Regions from separate parts of the Mus musculus genome. Here regions 2 and 3 are each linked to region 1. The links are chromatin contacts, called in public HiChIP or PLAC-seq maps. All regions are on one chromosome and are shown on one strand. The core of a region is the stretch at or near the end of the contact, and the rest is flanking DNA. Distances in the headings are between cores, read along the strand shown.

Region 1 (4,360 bases), core at 1,132-3,631:
ACATGGCTCAGGGTCCTGTCCACTCTGACACTGGCTATGCTCTCCCACATACCATACCTATAATAAACTTACTCCTCCACCATACCTAGGAGCTGTCATGTTCTTTCCTTATTATTTTTTCTTTTCCTTTTTCTTTTATTTTTTTCATTCATCTGCTACTGAAACCTGGGCGTGACATAGATGAGTTCCCTCCCCTAAGGAACTCCTCCCAATCAAGCCTGCTGCTGATCTGACTCTCCTAAGGTATGCCATCCAGGAGGGTGCCTGACACAGGTCGGGACAGGCAGGATGCAGTGAGAACATGGCAGCCAGCGTCTGTTAAGTAACTTGGCCATTTGTTCTGGGCTTGAAATCTAACAGATATGTGTATTTATTTTGGTATTTAAAAATGTGTATGGGTGTTTTTGTCTGTATGCATGCATGCCTGTGCACCACTTGCATGCCTGATGCCCATGGAGACCAGAGGAGATTGTTAGATCTCTTGGAACTGGAGTTAAAGATGGTTGTGAACCACCATGTGGGTGCTGGGAATTGAACCTGGGATCCTCTAGAAGAGCAGTCTGTGCTCTTTTCATTCATTTATATATATATATTCTTCGAGACAGGGCTTTTCTGTGTAGCCCTGGCTGTCCTGGAACTCACTCTGTAGACCAGGCTGACCTTGAACTCAGAAATCTGCCTGCCTCTGCCTCCCAAGGGCTGGGATCAAAGGCGTGCGCCACCACTGCCTGGCGCTCTTCTCATATTTATAAAAAAATTATTGTTTTACTTTATGTATACAAGTACTTTGTCTGCAAGTGTGCAGGTACATCATGTGTGTGCCTGGTGGTGCCTAATTTTGATATCTTTAGTGTGAAGTCTGAGTCCTTAAGTTGAACAGCTCTATTCATTGTTTTGTCGCTCTGGGTTAGATCAGGTCCCCAGAAGTAAGACAAGATGCAGATGCCCTGTTAGTGCACTCCTGGGCATTCCCAGGAGAGCCTGCCATCTGTTGGAAGAAGTCGCATGTCACCTGTCAGAGCTCAGAAAGAGTCAAGACTCCTACTGGAGGTCAGCCCTTCCCTGATCCCAGACCTCAGATCCCAGATGAGCCTGGGTCAGATGGAGTCCTGGCCTTTGTTTCCCATAAAAGACTCAGGTGGGGACTAGCACTGAGTCTTCCCCGAAGACAGGTCTTCAATTCCCAGCAGCCAAGGGATCCTATGCTGGTGTGTAGACATACAGACAGACAAAAATCTGTACACATAAAATAAGTAAAATGCACACGTATTTATATGTAATAGTAAAAGCCTCTGTCTGTGGCTTCCCTACCTGGGCTAGGGCAGACTTTGGGAGAAGTGACATCAGAGGCCTGTGGCCTGGTTGCACTTGCTATAAAGATCAGCTTAGCTGTGGGCTAACTACAGTTCCTAGACACTAACCTTTATCCACCCCCCACCCCACCTCCCCTGCATGTAATTACTTTTAAAAGGATACAATAGTCTTGAATCTTCATTTTGTCCTTCCTATTACCATGATTAATTTTGTCTTCCCTTGTGGAAGCTTAGAAACATATAGACTTTGGAACATGAAAAAACAGGCCCAAGTCTAGATCAGCCTTCCTCCTCCTGACCCCCTCAGCCTTCCTCCTCCTGACCACACAATAAGCCACCTCCTCTAGCTACAGTTGCTGATACAATTTAAAATAATGACCACCTAGGTTTTGGTTGGCTAGAGAGCAAACACTGCCCAAAGCGACCCATTCTTTGTTAAATGAAATTGGAGGTTGCCTGTGGAGCCTCTGTTGCCTGCACCTGCCTCTGTTCTTCAAGCATTCATTATCCTTGTAGCAAGAGGCATGTGCCTCCGTGTCCAGCAAGGAGCCAGAACCAGGCTGGCTAGCAACCAAGAAATGCTTCAGTTGGAAGTTTAGTGGGAAACCCAGAGTTGCTTCTAACCCCGGTCCCAACGGTGACCTGTACCTGTCTCCGAGAACCCTTCCCCTGACTTTGAGGATTGCATCTGTCTTCTTTAAGGGAGGCGTGCAACTGCTGAGAATTTTCTGGAACGTATGTTATAATGTGAAAGGAGGACATGGACTGTGTCCTCAGATGTCACGTTCTGATTTTTCAAGTTACACTCTAGACTGGAGCGCCGAGGCCCCAAGTACGTTGTGCGACCCCAGCAGGACGCGAGGCTGAGACCCTGGGAGTCTGGTTGTGCAGGGTCAGGGTCCTGAGTGGGCTCGCTGTCCTCAGTGGGGTTAAAGGCCGAGTGCGTGATCTGCCTCAGGCCCCTCCTGGTGCTGGGGGCGATTCTCGTGCTCTAGCTGCGCTTCTCCGGGGAGGGACTTTCCTGTGGGCAAAGGGACAACCAGGAACTTGGGCTCAGTCTCCACCCCGAGACTGGGCGGGTCCTATCGGCCGGGACGAGGGTGTGGCATTCGCCGTAGTCTAGAGCCTTTCTCCGCACCAGAGGTAAGGGGCTTAGGGCAGTGGTCCGGACCTCCGCCGCGGGCTCTGGGGTCTGGGTGTGGGTCCTAGGCTCCGGGCAGGTGTCCTAGGCTCGGACCTGGAGATCTAGACTTCATTTGGGGAATCCTAGGCTGGGTCGCAGCTGGGGCCTGGAAACCTGAACTTAACCTCGGGATCCTGGGCTCGCCCGCTGTCCTAGGCTTGGACCTGGGAATCTTGGGCTCCTGCCGGTTGTCCTAGACTGTGGCTGGGGATCTTGGGCTCAGGGACCGGGTGCTGTGACCAGAGGCGGGTTCTTTGGGCCACTTGGCTCCGCGCCCTGGAAGCGTGAGGTCCCGGACCGGAGCAGCCACCTGGGAAACGTGGGGAGGAGCAGGCAGTGCCGCACGGTGCACAGCACTCCTGCAGTCCTTTGCTGAGTCAAAGCCCCCCCGGGACTCCGCACTGAGGATAAGCCACTGAGTTAACATTCTCTGAAGCTCACTCCAGCACTACTTGTGTTGCCTTTTCTTTTTGCAAGTAAGTTTGCTTTCTCGTCTTCTTAGGGCGCTCCTCGCCTCTCTTGTAGCGAACGGTCTCCACACAGTGCCTGGCGCCCAGGAATCATCTTATTCTTAGTTTTTATTCTGTGTCTGCCTGTGTCTACATTTTAACTTAGTCCTCGGTGCTTTGACCAGTTGGAGACTTTGGCGCCTAAGACAATTGGCGGTTTAACACTTTGCTGGCTCAATGTGCACCTCAAGGGTATGAAAGCCTCCATTTACTGGAGGAGCACTCTGGGCCTTAAGCAACTGCGCCTTTCATTAAAACTGGGCACTTTAGTGGATGGTGGAAGGATGGATAGGATGGCCGGTTGTTACCTATCCCTCTGCCCATCATTCCCAGACTCACTGTTTCCTTAGGTGGGAAGCAACTCCATTTATGGCCGTGAGTCCCTAGAGAACGGAGGAGAGAAGAACAAGAAGAGAGGACCAGGCATATATTCAGTTGATAGCGTGCCCCCAGCACACCAGAAGCCTTGGGTTTTATCCTTGGCTCCAAATAAATCAGGTGTACGTTTGCCTTTGAGGACAGTTTGGAGAAAATGACAGTCCCAACCCAAGCAACACCCTTTTGGAAGCTTCCCGTTTTAGATTTAAAAGGAATAGAATCTCATACTTCAGGACAATCGGTAGTTCAGGGTAATATTGGAGGGTAGTCTGGACTATTCGAGATCTGGCCTTCAAAAAAAGAAAGACCCAGCCAACAAAAAACCAAAACCAACACAAGAGTAGTAGGTAGGGGCTGGAGGTCTTGGTTCAAGAACACTCGATGCTCCCAGTACCCACTCCAGATGGCTCCCAACTGCCTGAAGCTCCAGATCCAGGGTGTCTGACACCCCATTGTGGGCTTGGAGAACACACACACACACACACACACACACACACAATTAATTAATTTAATGCTTTTGTAAAGAGTGTGCAGGAGAGGTTGAAAACTAGATTGAGATTACCACAGCCACTTGAGAGCCACTAACTTCAGTGATGGCCATTTTGCCAAAGCCAGTCAACTCAGCTTTCTGTTGATTTCAGGGCACACACACACACACACACACACACACACATGTACACTCACCCAGTGGTCCTAGAGACACAGAGCTATTAGGGAAAGGGTGATGATTTCCTCCTAGCTGGAGTCCCTGCTTTGGTCAGGGATCTTCTTTTTCTCTGAAAGCAGTCTGGAGATTAACAGGTCAAGCTGTGCCTGCCAGCCATCAGTACCCACAGGGTGAGCCTCTTGGTCCTCCCTCAGCCATCAGTGCCCACAGGGCAAGCCTCTTGGTCCTACAGCCCTACATCCCAGGGCACATTGCTTTGTCTGTGACCAGCCAATCCTTTCTTTTCCTGATCTTGCTTGCATAGTTGTAG
Region 2 (4,360 bases), core at 1,342-3,841, 110 kb before region 1:
TGCTGTGCTCCAGAATGGCCTCCTTTTTCTTCTACAACATTGCAGTTTCTTAGAGCACTCTCAGAACAGAAACAAGACAGATATAACTGCCCAACCATCCAGTCACATGTGAATTAAATAATACCATTAGGGACAGCTAATCACAGCTGGGCCACTCTGATTCTCTGCCCCTGGAGCATGGAATGGGGTGGCCTAAATCTTTACTGGCAGCAGAACCCAGCAGCAAGGAAGAACAGGAGCTTCAGAGTACCATGCCGACTGCATGGGCAAGCCAGCAAAAAAAGAGAAAACTGTAGGGATACTCAAGGCACTGGGACCAGACTCCTGACGGCTGGCTCTGCTTCCTAACAGCAGACCTTCCCAACAGTCCTTCACACTGTCCTGTCCTTCCCCCACCTCCCACCCACTTTTAAGTCTCATTAAGTAGAATAACTTTCTCATGACCATCAAGAGCCTTAATTAACACATTTGTCTTAGAGGGTTTGTTTGTTCTTTTGAGTTGTTTGTTTGTTTGATTTTTAGACAGGGCTGCTTATATAGGCCACACTGACCTGGAACTCAAGAAAAACCCTATTGGCTCAGCCTTCTGAATGCAGAGATGACAAGCATGTGCCACCACAGCTGAGTTAGGGCATGTGGATGTGCTCAGTCACTCAGCTTACATCAGTAAAAGTGGAAGATGAAAGCAGGCCAACTTTACTGCATGTCTAGGGCATTAATGCACTACATTTTTCAAAGTGTTTTTTTCCTATGCTTAATCAATGGGAAAATGGGTTATTTCTAGCCCAAGGATAGGAAAGTACATATTTTAAAATCTTGAAGCTTTTAAAAGATGTTAAGTTTAGAAGCAAATAAAAATAATATATTTTAACCTCAAATGTTTATTCGTATCAACTTTAGCCTAAAATTTTTATTATAGTTAATTTTCAGCTCATTTACATTTTAATGTGTTTTTTAAGCCCAATTAAAACATTTCTTTACAATTTAGTAGATCTCACTTGGTATAGGTGTCTCAGACCATTTTCAACATATTTTGAGCCAGATCATTTCAACATGTTTTGAACATGTTTAAACAATTATTTTCACTATTCTTTTAAATTAATTATTTAATTATTGACATCCCAGATGTCACCTCCTTCAAGGTTCCCCCTTACAGAGTTCCTCTCCCATCCTCCTTTCCTATTTTCAGGAAATAAAATTAATCCTTCTTATAATATCAGATTGAATATTTGTGTGTGTTTTCTTCAGCAAAACAACAACAACAAAACCCTGGTTCTTTCAAACGCTTCTAGATTCACAAGCCACTTACCAATTCTCCAGTACACAAAGTATACCCTGCAGAGCTGATGAAATCCCTCATAAGCAGCCTGATACTAATCTAGAACTGAAAGGGGCGTGGGATGAATACTTTTTTAAAAAGTCCTCTAGATACAAAGATCATCACCAGTTAGGGGACAAGGGGATGATTGCTCCAGGGTGGAAGCAGTTGTAAAAGCTTGAGTATATTAAGAACACTGTATCTCTTGGTTTTAAGACCCTGAAAGCCATACACCATGCTTCTGAATAAACAAATGACCAGAGCAGGGAGGTGTGAGAAAGTCTATGATGGCTCTTTTTGTTTGTAAAAGGGAGCTAATGACTTTGCAAATTCCTATTCTCCTAAAAAATGCTTGCCACTGAAGAAAAAAACACAATCCACATTTTAAGTGGCTATTCAATATTCTACAAAACAGAGAACTCTCTGCCAGATGCCTGCTTAATCTAGTTCGAATGGCAGGGAGGTAAAAGAAATTGGTTACCTTAGAGTTACTTCCAAAGGCCCCAATATAGTGGTCAAAGAAATAATTAGAGGCAAATCGGCTGTAGAAATAAAGTTTTATATCCAAAAGTCTTTGCAAACATGCAGAAAATAACACTGCGGTCTAACGTCTAATATTACTAGGGCTAGAAGACATACTGAGGTGTCCCATGTAACCATGTTACCCAGATGTCCTGGCACTCTTTCAAACACATCTATCACCATGTGAGATATACCAAGGGGCAACAGAAAGAACAAAGAGTTGGAAGTCAGGAATTCTAGTTCTGGGACAACTTCATAAAAGGCAAGTTAGCCCTGGGCACGTCACCAAGCTTTTCCAGAAACCTAGTTTTTTATCAGTATAATAATAATGTGGAGCTGGCAGAGGGGGGGGGGGGACCCTGACTTTTGGAGCATCTGCCATAATTTGATGAGTTTTCTGGAATGTGAAATATATAGCCCTACCTCCTGAACTCTGCACAGGGGCACTAACCAGAGGCCCTGAGCTACGGGAAGAAACTAAGAGCATCCCTTCCTGCAGGTGTTCCCCTTCACTCCAATCACTGATTTTCTCAACATCAGCCATTTTCAAAACCTAAAAGTAAAGTCAATTTGTAGTAGAAGGCTTCCTGGGGTGCTCAGGAAACTGGAGGGCTCCCTCTTAAGCCACTCCCTGTGGTGGTTTGAAGAAGTATGGCTCCCAAAGATTCATGTGTTTAAATGCTTGGCTCATAAGCAGTGGCATTAGGAGGTGTGGTCTTATTGGAGTTGGTGTGGCCTTGTGGAGGAAGTGTGTCACCGTGGGGGCAGGCTTTGAGGTATCCTGTGTTCAAGCTACACTCAGCGTGGCACAGTCTCCTTCTGTTGCCTTCAGACAGAACTCTCAGCTCCTTCTATCTGTAAGCCAGCCCCAGTTAAATGTCTTCCTTTCTAAGAGTTGATCTGGTCCCGGTGTCTTCACAGCAATGAAACCCTAATGCCCTGTGTTCACCAGACAAGCACTACAGTAGTGGGCAGTATCCCTGCAGCTGACAAGACAACATCTCCCTTACAACCTGAGGGCCAAACCAAACAGAAGGTTCAGACAGTGTCCCTTCACCTTCCTGACATCTTATGATTTTGTTTTTTATCCTTGGCCCTAAATCCCATCAAAGGCTCAGCAGGGATTCCAAACATGGCAGTTTCAATTTTAAGTTGACTTCAGTTTGTCTTTTTTTTTTTTTTTTTTTTGCAGGTTTTTTGTTTTCTATTTCAAAATACACATTTTTCTTTTTCAACCACAGTCCAAAACACATTTTCAAAAGGAGCCCTCCGGGCTAGAGAGATGGCTCACTCAGTAGTCACTGTTACACAACATGAGCACTTGACTTGAAATCCCAGTACCCATGTCTTTAAAGGTCTGGGTGCAGTGGTGTGTAATTCCTGCACTGGAGGTAGGAACAGGCAGGTCCCTTGAGCTTACTAGCCAGCTGGCCGAGATGAACTGATGTGCTTCTGGGTCAGTAAGAAACCCTGACTCAAAGTGGGGGGGCGGGGGGGGGTGGAGGAGGAGGAGGAAGAGGAGGAGAAGGAGGAGGAAGAGGAGGAGGAGGAGGAGAAAAAGAAGAAGAAGAAGAAGAAGAAGAAGAAGAAGAAGAAGAAGAAGAAGAAGAAGAAGAAGAAGAAGAAGACATGAAGAATGATTAAAGACACCAACACTGACCTGTTGCATCAAAATGTACATGGTCCCATTCACATGAACACATCTACATATATATAAAAGGTGGGTCTCTTTCCTCCTTCCCTCCCTCCCTCCCTCAATCTCTATCTATCCTCAAAGCCAATTTGCTGCCCTCTCTCAAGTTAGCCTTGAACTCCCGAGCTTCCTTCTATCACAGTCTTCCATATGTCTGTCACGCATGCCTGGCTTTGCTTTCTCTTGAATGAAAACTTCTCAGCTAGTTCTCAAGGTAGATGCAGAGTCTCTTCTTCCCTTGACCACCCAGCTTTACACCAGAGTGTAACGCACCTCACAGCTTCATTAACCTTCCCCCACTGATAGATAACCAAGCTAATAAGAAACATCTGCTCAGGCACCCTCAAAAGCTGCTTCAATTTCCTCCCCCCCACAACCTAACAACCTACTTCAAGAAAAGCACTAATGTTCTCAGTGTTATTTCACACACACACACACACACACACACACACACACACACACACACACACACACACGGAGGAAGGATCCATTAACAGTCTAGCCTCCTCCTTAAAGAAAAAACACCAGCACAATCAGGAGCTCCTACCCAGGCAGGCGTGACTCCTAAGCAGATGGCAGGCCTCATAATTAGGTCATTACATAATACCTGGTCTTTAACCAGCTTCTCTGTGCTTCATTCCAAGACTCTGGGCTGATGAGCTTTACACTATGGTTATTTTAATTATAATTTGTTCTCAGGAACACAGTAATACCATGTTTTGATAAAAGGAAAGAATTCAGGTTGGAGTGCAGAAGCGTGTTTTTCATTTAAAGAAATCCAGACTTGTACTGGTAACTACCCCTGGTATCTTGACTTCCCGATCGGT
Region 3 (4,360 bases), core at 1,160-3,659, 110 kb after region 1:
ATGTTAACAGGTATCCATGCACATATTTGATTCTAAACTTGGTGTGCATGTGTTTGAAACAAGATCTCACTATGTATCTTCTAGCTGGCCTCACATTGGTATGTAGACAGGCTGGTCTGGAGGATGCAGAAGCCCACTTGTTACTGCCTCTAGAGTGCAGGATGGAAAGCATTTGACCTCTTGCCTGGCTTGTGTTGATCGTAGAGGTTGGGCTTTCTCACAAGCTGACGTGTAATCATGTTCTCAGAGGGGAATAAATGCACACAGAAGGAGCTCCACTGAATTAATAAGGTGGCTCTTAGGGGCAAGATAGTGTCCCATGTTACTCCTTGGCACAAGAGCCCTCAAGTAATAAAGGAAGCACCCTTTCATTGTCTTCTATGTGGACAGCATCATGTTATGAATGTTGCAAACAGACAAACCCTTACTCTCTCAGTAAGCATTGCCAACAGGTAGGTAGGTATGTATGTAGGTAGGTAGGTAGGTAGGTAGGTAGGTAGGTAGGTAGGTGTGTGTATGGTGTGTGTGTGTGTGATATGTGTGTGGGGGTGTGGTGTGTGTGATATCTGTGTGTGTTTGATGTGTGTGTGTAATGGCTAAGCAGGTAAAAGTGCTAGGCACCATGCCTGTACGTGCCTCTGTGTGTGTGAACAAAGTTGTATTCATGTCACAGTGCAATAGCACAGTAGGTAATCTCAACTCTCGGGAATATTATTCCCAGAAACCCTCCTGTAAGATCAAATTCGGCTCAGTGGCCTTGTATCCCTCTCTAACACACTGGATACTATCCATGATATGAAAACAGCCTGTCATCTGCTTCCATGATGAAGATGGCAAGCCTCTTGGCAGAGCCCACATGATCCCTCCTTCACCCCAGTGCTGCAGTTGTGCAGGATCCAACATTCAGCAGGCATTCACAAATGTCTGTTACACTAACTTCATCGTACTTTCCAGCCACTTTTGAAAATTTGAAGAGGCTGTGCTAAGTGTTTTCATTACCTAAGATCCAAAGCCTGGCAAGGGGAGGTGGGAAGAAGGGGGCATATGTCTCTGATCACCCATAGCCCCCATGTCACTTTGCTGTCTTCTCACACCTCTAATACAGTGCTCTGGCTTCCTCAAATCCCCCTCTTGCACTGTGGACAGTGACTTCAGCTGTCCATAGTGGTTATCCAAGATTATCCCTAAAACTTCCTTATAAGTGACAGGAGATTCCCAGTGCTCTCCTACGGCTTGACACATAATCTCAAAAATATGGAAGTCAGGCCGCATGGTGGAAATTCTAGTTTAGTTGGGATCAGGTATAAAAGAGGCTGTACAAAAGTCTATTTATTTACCTTTTTTTTTTTTTCCTTAACATGATGACTAGTGGACCAAGTGTTTTCAAACTAAAACTAGCCTCTTCTGCCTCTTCCTAAGTTTTTGTTCTAGAAGCCTGTCCTCAGCTGTTGCCCGTCAAAGGCTGGCAAGAGCACTGGTTCCATCAGTAGAGGCTGCAGCCTTTCCCACTCGCTGTATACATGTTTTACTGCAAGAAGCCGCGTTCTTGTGTGTGTGCGCGAGCGCGCGGCTCATAAAGCCTTTCATTTTGAAGGTTACGGCAACATTTGGGAGGTTCCCTTCGGGAGTAGGATGGAGCCTTTTACTTACAAAAAACAGTAGTTGGGGCTGAAGAGATGGGAGAATGCAGTGGGTTTGCTGCTCACTTTCTCAGTGCCTACTGTCAGGTTCTCAATGGCCAGTTGCATGGAATACAAGGGACACCCACATACATACAAAAATAAAACGAACTCTCTCAAACCGCCATAGTAGTTTAGGGTGCAATCCCAGTGCTGTCACTTGCGCCAACATAAAGCTGACTTAAGAATTAAATGCAAAAGTCAAAAACAGCTCATGCCGATTAGAATTCGTGTGGCCTGACGTTGTAAGACACTCTTTCAATCCCAGCACTTGGGAGGCAGAAGTAGGCTGATCTCTGAGTTCGAGGCCAGCCTGGTCTACAGAGTTCCAGGACAGCCAGAGCTACACAGAGAAACCCTGTCTCGAAAAACCACAACAAGAAAGGATTGGTGTGATGTATTTTATACGTGTAGAGGAACGCTGGGAAAACAAGAGAGAACTGTGCTGGGTGGAGCGATACACAGGTGAGTTCTCCAGCAGGACAAAGGGGTAAATCGCGACAAGATTTAAAAAGAAATCTCAACTTGAAGAAGCGGAATTAGCGCCCAGTTCTTCCAGGAACTTCAGGCCCTGGGGCGACTTCCAGGGCAAGACTTAAGTCATCTGTTTGCTGGAGCCGCCGGAACCCTCGCCACGCGCTCTGCTAGTTTCCAGCCGGCCTGCAAAAATCAACTTCCAGCTGCTCCGGAAGTTGTGGGGTTGTTTCCGGGGCGGTCGGAGGAGGAGGAGGAGGACTCCGATGGGTCGAAGTCGTAGCCGCTCCCCGCGTAGGGGTGAGTCCAGAAAGTCTCACGGCTAGGGACGGTGTCAGGTGCTACCCACGACCTTAACCTCGAAGGCCCGGGAGAGTGCGGGACGGGGCGAGGCCGGGACCTGCTCTCCTCAGCCCTGCCCTGAACTAGAGTTCCACAGTCCCTTCGCTTAGCTCCTGGGGGACCGTGCATACATCATAAGTCAGCCTGCCTTTCTCTGTCCAGTCCCCGTAACCATCGTAGGTAACTTTACCGTGAAGGATTGGTGTGAGAATTAACGTCACCCTCCATAACATTCAACCTGCCTTGGCTCACAGATGCTTTCTAAATGTCGGTGCCCTGCCTGGGTCTTTAGTTGGAAGTGTTTAGAATTTGAGACCGCATATCCTAATGTCTTCTGTACATAAGACAGAGAGCATAGGACTGAGGCCGTGTAAGGTGGGACTTTGGGGAAACTCAGAGGATATCTGTATCCTCAGCCATGTTAAGGGATTAGAATTAGTCTCTAGTTGTTTAGAACAAGGCTCACCTTCAACTAATACTCAATTATCTTACTAGGCAACCAGGGCCTCAAGCAAATTGAGCCTTCGAAGTGCAGTAAATGTCCAATAGATTGGTTTTCCTTTGGGAAATACCTATTGTGTAGCATTATGCCTTACTTTGGCCAGTTTACTAATTAGTACAAGACATGGTAGAGCAAACAAGGGGGCGGGGATAGCCTCATACACAGCCATGCTTTCAGAAAACACAGAACTTTGTTTTAAAAATACGATTCTGACTGAAAAGATAATCTAATTGGATATTAGGCTATTGTATAAACGGTCGAAATATGGGTGATTTTAAAATACACCACATTGTTTGACTTTAAAGTAATTTAAGTGATGTTATGTGTTGAAATGTTAGTAGGGGTGTGTGTGTGTGAGAGAGAGAGAGAGAGATCAAGAGAACTGAACTTAGTGCCTCACAGATGCATGGCAAACAGGGCCTTACCATAACAGGGGTTGGTCTTGAATGATTGCTTTTTCTGCCTCCACTTCCCCAGTCCTGGTGTTACAGGTGTGTGCCACTATGCACAAGAATTACTTCTTGGTTTGTTTGTTTGTTTGTTTAGGTTTTTCAAGACAGGGTTTCTCTGTGTAGCCCTGGCTGTCCTGGAGCTCACTCTGTAGATCAGGCTGGCCTTGAATTCAGAAATCCTCCTGCCTCTGCCTCCCAAGTGCTGGGATTAAAGGCGTGTGCCACCGCTGCCCAGCATTTGTTTTTTTAAGACAGGGTTTCTCTGTCACTTAGCAGTGCCTATTCTAGAGCTCGTGGACTGGCCTGGAACTCACTGAGAAGGGCCTGCCTCTTCCCTGAGTACCATGCTCAGCTGACTTTTTTGTTTTTTTAACTGTTCATTGTGACTACTAGTAGTGGCTTGCATTATACTTCATTATGACAGCTCTAGGTGTTCAAATTAACCTTTAGCTCTGCTATTTTTGTGTTTGTTAGAACGTAGGCGGTCCCGGTCCACATCTCGGGATCGAGAAAGAAGACGCCGAGAAAGGTCCAGGTCCAGGGAGAGAGATCGCAGAAGGAGCCGCTCAAGATCTCCACACCGAAGACGCTCCAGGTGAGTGTAGACAGAAAATTAAACAAAACAAAGAAAGAAAAACTGAGAAACTTGTCTACAAGGATGCGGAGAACAAAGAGCCCAGGAGATGCCCTTGACTTTGCCTTTATCACTTAGAAGGGACTCTGGTTTTATGAAATGGCAGAGTTTAATCACACAGTATTCTAAAGCTAGCATTACTCATGGCAAATAGTTTAATTACAGTGTATCAGAGCATAGTCTTTTAAAAGATGTTAGTCTTATTTTCTGTGTGTGGGTGTTTAGCCTTTATATATGTCTGTACCTGGTGCATCAGAAACAAGTTTCAGACTGTTGC

What was found. HiChIP or PLAC-seq counts read pairs in DNA pulled down with a chosen protein or histone mark.
Region 2: a contact with region 1 is called in an H3K27ac HiChIP or PLAC-seq map of regulatory T cells, with 4 times the contacts expected there. The contact joins the enhancer-like site here to the promoter of Anxa4 in region 1. A contact is called at or near these places in 2 of 39 promoter capture datasets (3T3-L1-derived adipocytes and fetal liver), 2 of 15 datasets of contacts at CTCF or cohesin (both in the NIH/3T3 cell line), 5 of 484 Hi-C or Micro-C datasets (LSK cells, bone marrow-derived macrophages, extraembryonic endoderm stem cells and 2 more), 8 of 115 datasets of contacts at active chromatin or transcription factors (bone marrow-derived dendritic cells, bone marrow-derived macrophages, embryonic stem cells and 5 more) and 2 of 9 other capture datasets (liver and pancreatic islet).
Region 3: an H3K27ac HiChIP or PLAC-seq map of embryonic stem cells shows a contact between it and region 1, with 9 read pairs. The contact joins the promoter of Snrnp27 here to the promoter of Anxa4 in region 1. A contact is called at or near these places in 3 of 39 promoter capture datasets (the 3T3-L1 cell line, embryonic stem cells and hippocampal neurons), 1 of 15 datasets of contacts at CTCF or cohesin (stem cell-derived epiblast-like cells), 34 of 484 Hi-C or Micro-C datasets (the Ba/F3 cell line, the C10 cell line, the C2C12 cell line and 18 more), 6 of 115 datasets of contacts at active chromatin or transcription factors (bone marrow-derived macrophages, embryonic stem cells and pancreatic cancer cells) and 4 of 9 other capture datasets (adipose tissue, embryonic stem cells, liver and 1 more).

What each region holds. Positions count from the first base shown.
Region 1 is chr6:86,791,605-86,795,964 of GRCm38.p6, reverse strand. It overlaps Anxa4 (annexin A4), which reads left to right and starts at 2,381. Exons shown (of 13, transcript NM_013471.2): 1 at 2,381-2,456.
Region 2 is chr6:86,898,987-86,903,346 of GRCm38.p6, reverse strand. The region is part of intron 1 of Aak1 (AP2 associated kinase 1); the gene reads right to left. Among named protein-coding and RNA genes, the nearest start is that of Aak1, 52 kb to the right of the region's middle. Within about 2 kb of position 2,591, at least 37 of the 459 cell types and tissues checked have an H3K27ac peak or open chromatin away from gene starts, as enhancers often do. A contact at or near this core is called in regulatory T cells, where this site is marked.
Region 3 is chr6:86,682,540-86,686,899 of GRCm38.p6, reverse strand. Snrnp27 (small nuclear ribonucleoprotein 27 (U4/U6.U5)) reads left to right here and starts at 2,409. Exons shown (of 6, transcript NM_025665.2): 1 at 2,409-2,453; 2 at 3,924-4,044. The coding sequence starts at 2,420.